3 separate regions of the Sus scrofa genome follow, and all the other regions are linked to region 1. A link is a contact called in public Hi-C and promoter capture Hi-C data. All regions are on one chromosome and are shown on one strand. The core of a region is the stretch at or near the end of the contact, and the rest is flanking DNA. Distances in the headings are between cores, read along the strand shown. Region 1 holds the start of SEC23IP (SEC23-interacting protein). Region 2 holds the start of PRDX3 (peroxiredoxin 3). Region 3 holds the start of GRK5 (G protein-coupled receptor kinase 5).

What was found. Promoter capture Hi-C pulls out the DNA fragments that hold promoters and counts their contacts. Hi-C and Micro-C count contacts between places; a contact is called where the count stands out from the background.
Region 2: a contact with region 1 is called in a Hi-C map of liver, with 7 times the contacts expected there. The contact joins the promoter of PRDX3 here to the promoter of SEC23IP in region 1. A contact is called at or near these places in 2 of 47 Hi-C or Micro-C datasets (liver and skeletal muscle) and 1 of 2 datasets of contacts at active chromatin or transcription factors (alveolar macrophages).
Region 3: a promoter capture Hi-C map of liver shows a contact between it and region 1, with 4 times the contacts expected there. The contact joins the promoter of GRK5 here to the promoter of SEC23IP in region 1. A contact is called at or near these places in 1 of 5 promoter capture datasets (liver) and 1 of 2 datasets of contacts at active chromatin or transcription factors (alveolar macrophages).

The regions. Positions count from the first base shown.
Region 1 is chr14:129,756,752-129,760,199 of Sscrofa11.1, forward strand. SEC23IP (SEC23-interacting protein) reads left to right here and starts at 1,528. Exons shown (of 20, transcript XM_021073464.1): 1 at 1,528-1,782. The coding sequence starts at 1,620.
Region 2 is chr14:129,089,260-129,092,707 of Sscrofa11.1, forward strand. It overlaps PRDX3 (peroxiredoxin 3), which reads right to left and starts at 1,531. Exons shown (of 7, transcript NM_001244531.1): 1 at 1,471-1,531. The coding sequence starts at 1,518.
Region 3 is chr14:129,112,404-129,115,851 of Sscrofa11.1, forward strand. GRK5 (G protein-coupled receptor kinase 5) reads left to right here and starts at 1,530. Exons shown (of 16, transcript XM_001928584.6): 1 at 1,530-2,097. The coding sequence starts at 2,046.

The DNA of each region.
Region 1 (3,448 bases), core at 278-2,777:
AGTTTATTGTTATTGTGTGTTTAGTTGTCTGTCTTCCTGACCAGATTGTAAGTCTAAGAAGGAAGGGTCCTGTGTCTATCTTATACACCACAGTATCCCTAGCATTTAGTATAGTGCCTTGACCACCCATAGGAATGACAAAGACTCCTTGACCAAACACCAGCATGGCTACTAGTAGCTCAAGCACATGTCCCCAGGATGAACCCTGTCCACCTTAAAATCCCTGCCTAAGAAAGGCCATCATTGCCAGGGGAATTTACTCTTCCAATCCAAACCAGGTGATAGGCATATGGCCCCCTCAACCTCCCTTACAGCAGTTACTTTAAAAAGCTGCAATGACAAATCCTTTCGCCCCTTCGAGATATAAATCTTGTCACTCAGAACTTCTTCTCAAGGACCTGAGAGCTGTCTCCTCCCAGCCTCCTAGGTACCTTGCTCTCACTTGTACCACTGCCTGTCATAAAGATATGGAAAGTTTATTTCTCCTGCTGGTAAGTGCCAATTAACAAACCCAGGTGGACCAGTGACATGGACCAACACCCTGTGGCACCCTCAGTGCCTTTGCCTTAGCACATCCCACAGCCTTTTGCTTTGGGGAAGTTCAGTTCAGTTCATGATGCACCCACTTCCCTAACGCAATAGTTATTACTGAATAAAATTTATCCTTACTGCTTTAGACTAGTGTCTGGCTTTGTTTTTCTTTGACAGTAAGCACATTACATCGTTATTGAATTAGTTAATAAACAGGTACTATATAGGTGTGAACAGCTACGGGAGAGAGTAGTTTCATTATGCCCAATGAAATCTTTTGGGATTTCTTTATCCCCCCTCCCCCACTCCGAGAGGTTGATAGTTATTTTTTCTTTCATAATCTCTAACTTTGTGAAAGATTACATTTATATCCAAATTATCCACAGTGCATTTTAGAAATAACCTAGTCGGATTTTGTAGACAGGTATTAAAAAGCTATTTAAAAAGTCACATGCCTAATGTCAACTCCATAGTTTCTCTTAAAAACATTTTTTTTTCTTTCCTTTGGCGTAAAGACTTCAGAAGTTTTACCATTTCTATTTTTTGGCTAATGACAAGAGTTCAGTCCAGCCCAGGAAGACGCGTGGGCGGGTCAGATGTGTGTGCTAGAGTGGCTGTGTTTGGCTAGACCTTTGCTACAAACGGCCCACACTTTTTCTTCCCTCTGTCTGGTACCTGCGCCTGCCGGCTTCAGCAATTCTTCAGTTATCCAGTTAACCGCCCCTGTGGATACTTTTAGGACGCCCAGAGCACCCCCGCAACCCGAGACTTTCGGCGTCAGTTCATGCCTTAACCAACTACCCAAAGCACTCCTTCCACACTCCTGCCCCAGCCTGGACCAGCGTTTCCACCACACCCGGCCTGCGGTCGAGGGTGTCACGTGCTAGGACGCGGGCGTGAAGCCAGCGCCGCCATGTTGATCTCTGGCAGCCTCTGAGGGGTAAGGAGACTACAGCTGACCAGCCGCACGGAGTTCCGGCACCTTGTGCGCAAGTGCGGAAGTGTGTTGGCCCCGACTGTGTTCGGTTTCCGGCCGGTGGTGCGGCACCGGCCAGTTGGAGACGTGTAACGGACGGTGGGCTGCAGCCATGGCCGAGAGGAAACCTAACGGTGGTGGCGGCGCCGCCTCCGCGTCTTCGTCGGGCACCAACTTACTCTTCTCCTCCTCGGCCACGGAGTTCAGCTTCAACGTGCCCTTTATCCCGGTCACCCAAGCCGCCGCTGCCTCGGCCTCCTTGCTCTTGCCCGGAGGTAGTAAGGAGAGGGGGATCTGGTGGGGCAAATGTGTGGGGGGAGGTGAGCAGGGGGCGTGGGGCAAAGAGGGTCGGCCGGGAGGTTTCCTTCTGCCTGGATCCGACCCTCTGGGTAGCTTGCCAGGGCCATCACTGGCCAGGTTTGAGTGGCTTGGGACTTTGGGATCTTGGGGACAGGAACCAAGCTCTTTGTCGAAGGAACCCTCTGTTCTGAGTGCTGGCCACTCCTGCATTGTTCCACAGATTTTTGTTGAACACCTAGTGGTGTGCCAGGTGTTTGCAGGACTGAAAACAGATAGTGCCCCCTCTACTAGGATACAGTAGGATATCTCCTAGGACTGACAGCTAGCTACCCTCTCTTAGGATAGACACATAGTATTTGCCAAGTAGAGGTACAGAACACATCTTTCAAGGCAGTGCATCACTTTCTCTAAGGAACTGTTGCTTGTTCTCTTAGGTCCCTGCTCCTACGTGCACCTTAGCTTTTTGTTCATATCATTATTGTCTAGGGAGATTGCTTTTTAGCAGTTATGTGGCATAACCCAGAGCTGGTGTTTAGGAACACGGACCGTGTTCCAGCGTTAGCCCTGCCAGTAACTCTGTGTGACCTCAGGCATATTACTTTACCTCTCTGTGCTTCATTTTCCATATATGTACAGCCTTCTAGGGCTGTAATGAGAAGTGCATTGATTTTTGTAAAGCGCTGAATATATTGTCAGGCATATAGTGTTATGTAATGTTTGCGAAATAAACATCTTTCTCTCTGTTTGGACTATAGTTTGTAGCTATGACTTATTTATGCCTAGCACATAGATCCTCAGAAAATGCTGAATGTTTTCCCATTGAATAATTTATTCTTGCTTGGAAGACTAAGGAAAGTTTCATGGAGAAGTGAAGAAAGGCAAACGGGAAGCAGCGATAAATGGTGGTTTCCCTCCCCTTGTTGAATGTTCCTTCTTGGTGTTTATCACCACCTGACATGTACACATATTTGTTTAGTTTATCCCACTAGTATGTAAGCTTCATGAGAGTAGGAACTTATACCTAGAGCAGTGCCTGGTATGCTGTAGACCAATTTTTTCAATAGGAAATTAATGAATGAATCAAAGGATGAGAATCAGGAACATGTATGTCTTATTTTGATAGTGTGGCTGAAAGGTTTGACATTGCCATGTTTGGTGAAGTGCCAGGTGTTTGCTGGAGCAGAATGCTTTGAGAGATTTCAGGAATAAATAAGGCCATACATGAGATTTTCATGTCATCCTCTGCTTCACAAATGTTTGGGTCATGCCCATCTTCCTCCTTGTTATATAATGTTTTGTTTGTGTCTTTTACTATCAGTAAATGTAAACATCTTCCTTGTCAAGTGCAGGATAACTTCCTTGTCCTGAAAACTATTGTTTCTTGGAGGTAGTTTATTATTTTAATAAGAAAATTAATTTTTAGAATGCAATTTTGTTAGCAAATATTTTTCTACTTTTAGAAAAGATTTGAGAGCGTCCCTTTAGGACTTAGCAGGTTAAGAACTGACTAGCATCCATGAGGATGAGTGTTCAATCCCTGGCCTCGCTCAGTGGGTTAAGGATCTGGCGTTCCTGTGGCTGTGGCATAGGCTGGCAGCTGCAACCCTATTCAACCCCTAGCTTGGAAACTTCCATATGACA
Region 2 (3,448 bases), core at 281-2,780, 670 kb before region 1:
CTGAACGCTGGCAATATGCTAAGAGTAGTTTTCAGGTACAATCACACACAAAAGGTAACTATGTGGGGTGTCCCCACTGTGGCACAGCAGAAACAATCTGACGAGTATCAGTGAGGATGTGGGTTTGATCCCTGGCCTCGCTCAGTGGGTCAGTGATCTAGTGCTGCTGTGAGCGGTGGTGTAGGTCGAAGACTCAGCTCGGATCCCACGTGGCTGTGGCTGTGGCGTAGGCCGGCAGCTGTAGCTCTGATTTGACCCCAGCCTGGGAACTTCCATATGCTGCGGGTGCGGCCCTAAAAAGCAAAAATAAATAAGTAAATAAATAAAGGTAACGATATGAAGAGATATGTTCATTACTTTGACTGTATTTATCATTTCATTATGTATATGTACATGGAATCATAATGTACACTTCAAATACATATAACTTTTATTTTAAAATATATATAAATAAATGAAGGGGGGAAAAAGACTGCAAGGGAGCTCCCTGGTAGCTCAGCAGGTTAAGGATCTGGCATGGTCACTGCAGGGGACCGAGTTCAATCCCTGGACCTGGAACTTCAGCATGCTGTGGGTGCAGCCAAAAAAAAAAAAAAAGACTGCAAGGCAGGGGGGATTTATAAAAACACAAAGACTCCATGCTTTTAACAGCAACCCAGAGGATTAAAAAACCAAGGAGACTTGGCCAGGCCCTTTTCCAGCAGAACTTCTGAACTTGTTCTACAATGTCAAGGTTTTCCTTGGAAAAGACAAGGCCCTTTCAAGCTCTACAGAGAAGCAAACAAATAGAGCAAAGTTCAGCCTCTGGGAGAGTTTGGACAGGGCTCAAGGCAAAGGTTTGCTTAACTTCAGTGTTTGGCGTGACTCAGGACCAGCCTGCGTTGAACCCCAGCATGAGAAAGGGGAGAGCGGACAGCAAGAGGGTACCAGGCTTTGCGAGAGAAAAATAGCAGGGCCGGCTGGCCCTGGAGAGTAAGGAAAAAGTGCCTTTTGCACGTAAGCCCTTTGGTTACTTGAACATTTTGGTTTTCATCCAGCACTTAAGTGGATGCTCACGGAAACCTTGAGATAGGCAGGCATCATTCTATGTTGAGTTAGGAAAGTTAACAGGTTCAGAAAGACGAAGAAGTCACTTGTTCAAGGTCATAGAGTCGGTCCCAGAACGGAATCAAGGGCCAGGTCGCCTGCCTCCAGAGCCAGGTGCTCAGGTGGAGAGGGGACTGGGGACCCACGACTAGGAGGGAAGAGGGATTTGGGTAGGGGACCGCGAGGTGGGGTGGGGGAAGGGCAGTTATGCGCACGCGCAGGGAGCCTTCCCTAGAAGAGGAGGCCTCAGGTCCGTTACCCTCTGACATCCTCAGAGAGGGTGAAAGACCCCCAGGCCGCAAGGGAGCGGGATCCCATTTGAAAAGCACGTTCTCGGAGCCACCTCAGTGCCTCCGCGCCTGTGCCCCGCCAGCAGCCACTCACCGAAGCCCGGAGCAACCTTCCCGCCGCCGCCGCCGCCGCCGCCGCCATCTTCGGTGCGCACTGGGGCCTCGGGCCAGAGAAGCAAAGAAGGCGGGATCTACGGGGGCGTGGCCAGATGGGCGGGGCCTCGGCGGGCAGGGAGGGGCCTGGGTTGCAGCCCTGGCCAGGGATGGAGCCGGGAGCCAGGACCCGGAGTCCTATGCCCTCGCCGCCTTTTGGGCACCCTCTGGCTGTAAACGTCCCAATCGCTGGGTCCCTCGGCCCGGCTTCCGGTTGGGATAATTCCCGTTAAAGCTTCTAAGTAGCTAAATGCTTGTGAAAGCGACACTTTGTTTCTGTTTGTTGCCCCAACCTCTAGGACTAATCCAGGCAGGAAGCTAGATATTTCTATACTTGTTACTTTTTTGTTAACCTCCGTGGATTATTGTTGCAGTAAAAGGATCCGTTTCCTATTTCGACCACAGGCTTCTGCACGAAATGGCATTAGTTATCAATGAAATTTTAGCCGATTAATAAGCAGAGTGGGTCAGACCCTGCAAGGCTTTGTTGTCCTGAAAATCCCTGGATGATGCGTGAGCTCCCATTTTGGTTTCCCTTCACAACAATGGGGGAATTGGGACAAATTTAAAATGTGTTTTCTCTCAATTAGTAAAGCCAAGTGCTCAGGGGGAACATGGTACTTTGAAGCAAGTTCATTAAACATGATAAAAATCATACAGTGGCCTTACAGTAAGTGTGACAAAATGTAAACTCTAAGTGGGCATTTTCCAAAGGCCAAGCCTGTTATCTGAAAAACTGGATCCACCTCTTGGTGGATATGGAGCCAAAAGACACAACCCAGGCAAAGATCTGGAGAAGGAAGCATTTATTACTTGCTGCAAGTAAAGAAAACATGGAGGATCTGTCCCAAAGCAGTATCTCCTCAAACAGCCAGATTTGGTTAGTTTTAAGCTAAGGGAACATGCATATTCAAGAAGGGGCTTGGGTGGCAGACAGAATCCAAACTTTAGTTCATATGTTTTTGTTTGTTTGTTTTTTCTTTTTAGGACCGCACTGCAACATATGGAAGTTCCCAGGCTAAGGGTGAAATTGGAACTGCAGCTGCAGGCCTATGCCACAGCCAAGGCAATGTTAGATCTAAACTACATCTTCAACCTATGATGCAGCTTGCAGCAATGCCAGATCCTTAACCCACTGAGTGAGGCCAGGGATTGAACCTACCTTCTCATGGACGCTATGTCACGTCTTAACCTGCTGAGCCACATCGGAAACTCCCCAAGCTGTAGTTGATTGAAGTCATGAGAGTCAGAAAAGGTCAACATTATCCCTTAGGTTCCAGTTGGTCTGGCAGTTGAGGGCCTTAGGCCAATCTGTACCACTGAAACAGACCTAGAAGATTTTACAACTGATGCATTATCTTTGCTGTAATTACTTCTCTTGCCTGACAAGTCATTTGTTTCTGCATTCTTTCATTCCTTTTAGGTCATTAACTACTGAGACCCATTCAAGGACAAACACCATGGCCAGGCTTAGATCACGGAATAGCCTAGACCAAAAATGGCTTCTCTTATGTCAAGAAAGACATGCCCAGGACTTCCTGTCGTGGCTCAGTGGTTAACAAATCCGACTAGGAACCATGAGGTTGCAGGTTCAATCCCTGGCCTTGTTCAGTGGGTTAAGGATCCAGCATTGTCGTGAGCTGTGGTGTAGGTCACAGACGCGGCTCGGATCCTGAATTGCTGTGGCTCTGGTGTAGGCCGGTGGCTATAGCTCCAATTAGACCCCTAGCCTGGGAACCTCCATATGTCGCAGGAGAGGCCCTAGAAAAGGCAAAAAAAAAAAAAAAAAAAAAAAAAAGAAAGAAAAGAAAAAGAAAAAAAGAAAGACATGCCCAGTTCTCTTTCTCCAGGGACCATCTGCCTTATCTGCTTACAGGCCCAACCAAGCAGCCCAATTTCCAGATCTTCTGGCCATTGAA
Region 3 (3,448 bases), core at 280-2,779, 640 kb before region 1:
CTGGTTGGTGAGCTCTGAGATACTGCCAGCTCTAGGATTCTGTCTGAGAGAATCTTTCACTGTAAGTTAGGGCTCTGGGCAGGTGCACATGTAAGCCAAGGCCAAGGCTGGGATGCTTCGAATAATTTCTTAGAGTGGAAGATGCCTGAGGTGTCATCTGCTCTGCTCCCTGCCTTCTGACAAGCCAACTGTTATTGCCCCCACTTTGCAGACAAGACTTGTGAGGCCCAGGGAGACCCACTGACCCATATGCAGATACAAGGAAGTGGTGGTGGTGGGTACACTCTACCACGAAACAAGACAATCCTGCGCTGTTAAATCAGTGACCGTCCACGTTTCCAAGGCCTGGAGAGTCTATTCATTTCTTTGTTTTCTCCAGTGCACAATAATTGTTCTCCCTTTCTCTCTCTGGGCGCCTCCCTCCCACTTCCAGGCAACCCTGGGGTTGGAAGGCTTTCTCCTTTAGGACACAGAAGGCCCGGGGCCCGACTTCTGAACGGATATCCGGCCTTCAGGATGCAGATGAGGCAAAGGCCTCATTGTTCCTTAGGGCCAGCCCTCCCCTCAACTAGACTGGAGGATAACTCATCGCAGACCCCAGGTGTCCCAAGTCCCATTTCCCAGGAGCGGGGGCCTTGAGACGAAGCAAGGGACGCTGAGCGCAGATCTGGGGTCTGATGTCCTGAACATACAGTGGAAAAGCGCTAAGAGCCCCAAGATAAATAGGCAAAGAATTTGAAAACTAATTCCCAATACCGGCCGGGTGCTGTTTCTTATTAACGTTCCTGACTCCAGCGATTCCATCTGTGTTTTTATTGATGGGAATGAGTTTGCATGTAATGACGAGCGGTCATTTGCGGGCCTCGGGTGCTGGAAGGCAGGTTATTAACAGGACCAGCCGCTTACCACGCCGGAATGCACGCCCCCCGCCCCGCCGAGAGTTGCAGCCCGGCAGCGCGGGAGGTTCCAGGCGCAGAGGGCCAGGAGGTGGTGCCGCGGTCCGCGTGGACTCGCCGCTGCACATCCACCCCGAGGCCGCCAGGGGGCGCTCGGGCTGCGCGGTTGCCGGTGCCGAGTCGCCGCCGACTCATAGACCCCTTCGCGCCCTCGGAGGAAACAAAGTACACCTTTGTCAGCAACCGAGCGCGTGTGCGTCTGAGACGGCGCACAGTGGCCGGTCGCCGCGTCCAGGGCCCGCGGGCGCGCCTGGCCACCGCCTCTGGGCTGCAGCCCCCGCGTGGGCCCGGCGTGACCGGGAGGAAGGGGGGTGCAGCGCGCGCTTGGGCTGGCTTGACCTCCCTCCAACCCCGGGCACGCTCCGAGGGGCGCCCAGGACCCGCACCGGCTCCTGCCCGGCCGCAGCACTTCGCCCGCCGCCGCCGCCGTGGTCCGTGCTCTTCGCTTTCTGGGTTCTCGGGAGGGCCGGAAGCGGGCGAGCCGGAGCCCCGGGCGTGGACGTGCGAATCCGGGGCTCCGGCTCGGCCGGACTGCCTTTGCTTCTCCCGCTACCCTCCGCAGCCGCGGACCACCCCTTATCCGCGCCCGCCTTCGGAGTACAAGTCTCAGGGCGGCTCGTGGACTCTGGTACTACAAGTCCCAGCAGGCCCCGCGCCGCGAGCGCCGAGGCGGGAGGCGCGGCCCATCCTGGCGCCTGCGCTGTGCAGCCGCCCGAGCCAGTTAGTACCACACCCCCGGGAGGGACAGAGGGGAGGCAGAAGCATCCGAGGCATTAAAGCATCCGAGGGAGCCCGAGGGGAGGAGAATGGAGTGACAGAGAAACGCGGAGGGTGGGGGGTGGGGGGAGACAGTTGAGGGAGGGGGGAGGGGGGACACAGAGGGAGGAAGAAGCGGCGGCGGCGGCTCCTCTTTGCAGAGGGGGAAAACTCCGAGGGATAAGAGCCGGAATAATGCGGTAGGCAAGGCGGGCTGCTTGCTCCCGGCTCCGGCAGCAGCGGCAGCAGCCCGAGCAGCGGCAGTAGCAGCGGCAGCACCCTTAGGAGCTGACAGCCCCGCCGGCCGGCTTCCTCGCTGACCGCCGACTGTCAATGGAGCTGGAAAACATCGTGGCCAACACGGTCTTGCTGAAAGCCAGGGAAGGTAAGAGGCAGGGCTGGTGCCTGGCGCATTCGCCGCGGGCCGGGGTGCGGGTGTCGGGCGGCTTGTGGGCTGGGGCTGTGAGTATGCAGGATGCCCGCAGTGAGTTGGTCGCAAGCAGGACACCTCAGAGAGCTGCTCTGCAAACACTTCAGGGTTCCTGCCCTAGTGCTCAGGGAATCTGGACTTGGGCAGAGAAGGAGAAACGTTGAGGTTGCAGGGATTAGGATGCTAAAATATCCCCTAGTTTCCAGCTCTAACCTTAGCAGATCGTGCCATCTCGGCAGCTGTTGAAAGGTCAGTTGGAAAAGCATTCATTCAGGAAGAGATGGGCAAACATGCAAGTGAAATAGCTTTTTCGAGTCGGCCCAGGATGGTTGTGCGAGTGAATTGGTGTGCGCTGGGGGTGGGGGTGGAATTAGCAGAAGCCAAGTCTTTGCTTGCGCAGGCAGAGTTGATATAGGCTATTGCTGGAAACCATCCGCTGGGAATGTTTCTTAGGGAAATCCCGTCGTGTGGAAAGAAGCCTTTTAATGGCAAAGTAAGATGTTGAGGAATTCGTTTGTTCATACAGTGACAAGAGAGAGTGACTGTACAGATCACCTAGAAAATAATGAAGGATTTCAGGGGTAGGTTTTTTTTCCCCCTTTGGGGAGGGGGAGAGATAAGTGAATTTTTTTTTTTTTTTTTTGGCTCAGTTAAGAAGAGAAAGGTAAGTGTGCTGATGCTTGATGCGTTTCGGATGCAAATCATTAGATTTTCTGCACTTGGCTGGTAGGGAATATCTTCATGGAGTGGGTAAGATTCCAAGTCAAGAATATAAACACTTTTTGACTCTTCCTTGAGATGGGAAAAAGAGAAAAGAAAAAGAGAAAGTGGCGCAGAAACTTAGATGCTTCCGAAGTGATTGCATGAGGTAAACATACATATTTAGGAGCACCTGGAATTTATGTAACATCTCTTTTACCAAGATTTGAGCTCTGGGTGCAGCCTTTTTATGAAGGGGGAAGTGGTTTTCCCTTTCATGGGAGGAGGCTTTATTTGACACCCACGGTAGAACGCAGCCTGACTATGGTTTTGACTTCAGAAGAATACTGGGGGAATAGCCCACGAAAATATCTTACCTTTTTAATATTTTCATTCACCCACTTTGATGAATGAAGGAAGACTTTCTGGCTAACAATAAAACGATTCATGTTTATTCAGCCGGTTTCATCACCTTGCGGCACTGTACACGAAGAGTTAGTAGGTGATGCACAGCCCAGCGGCTTCTCCAGGGTTCACACCGTAATTTCGGCTTCACTTGTCTTTAAAGCAGTAACCTGGAAGGTTTGCTTTGACAACTCCAGCGGAG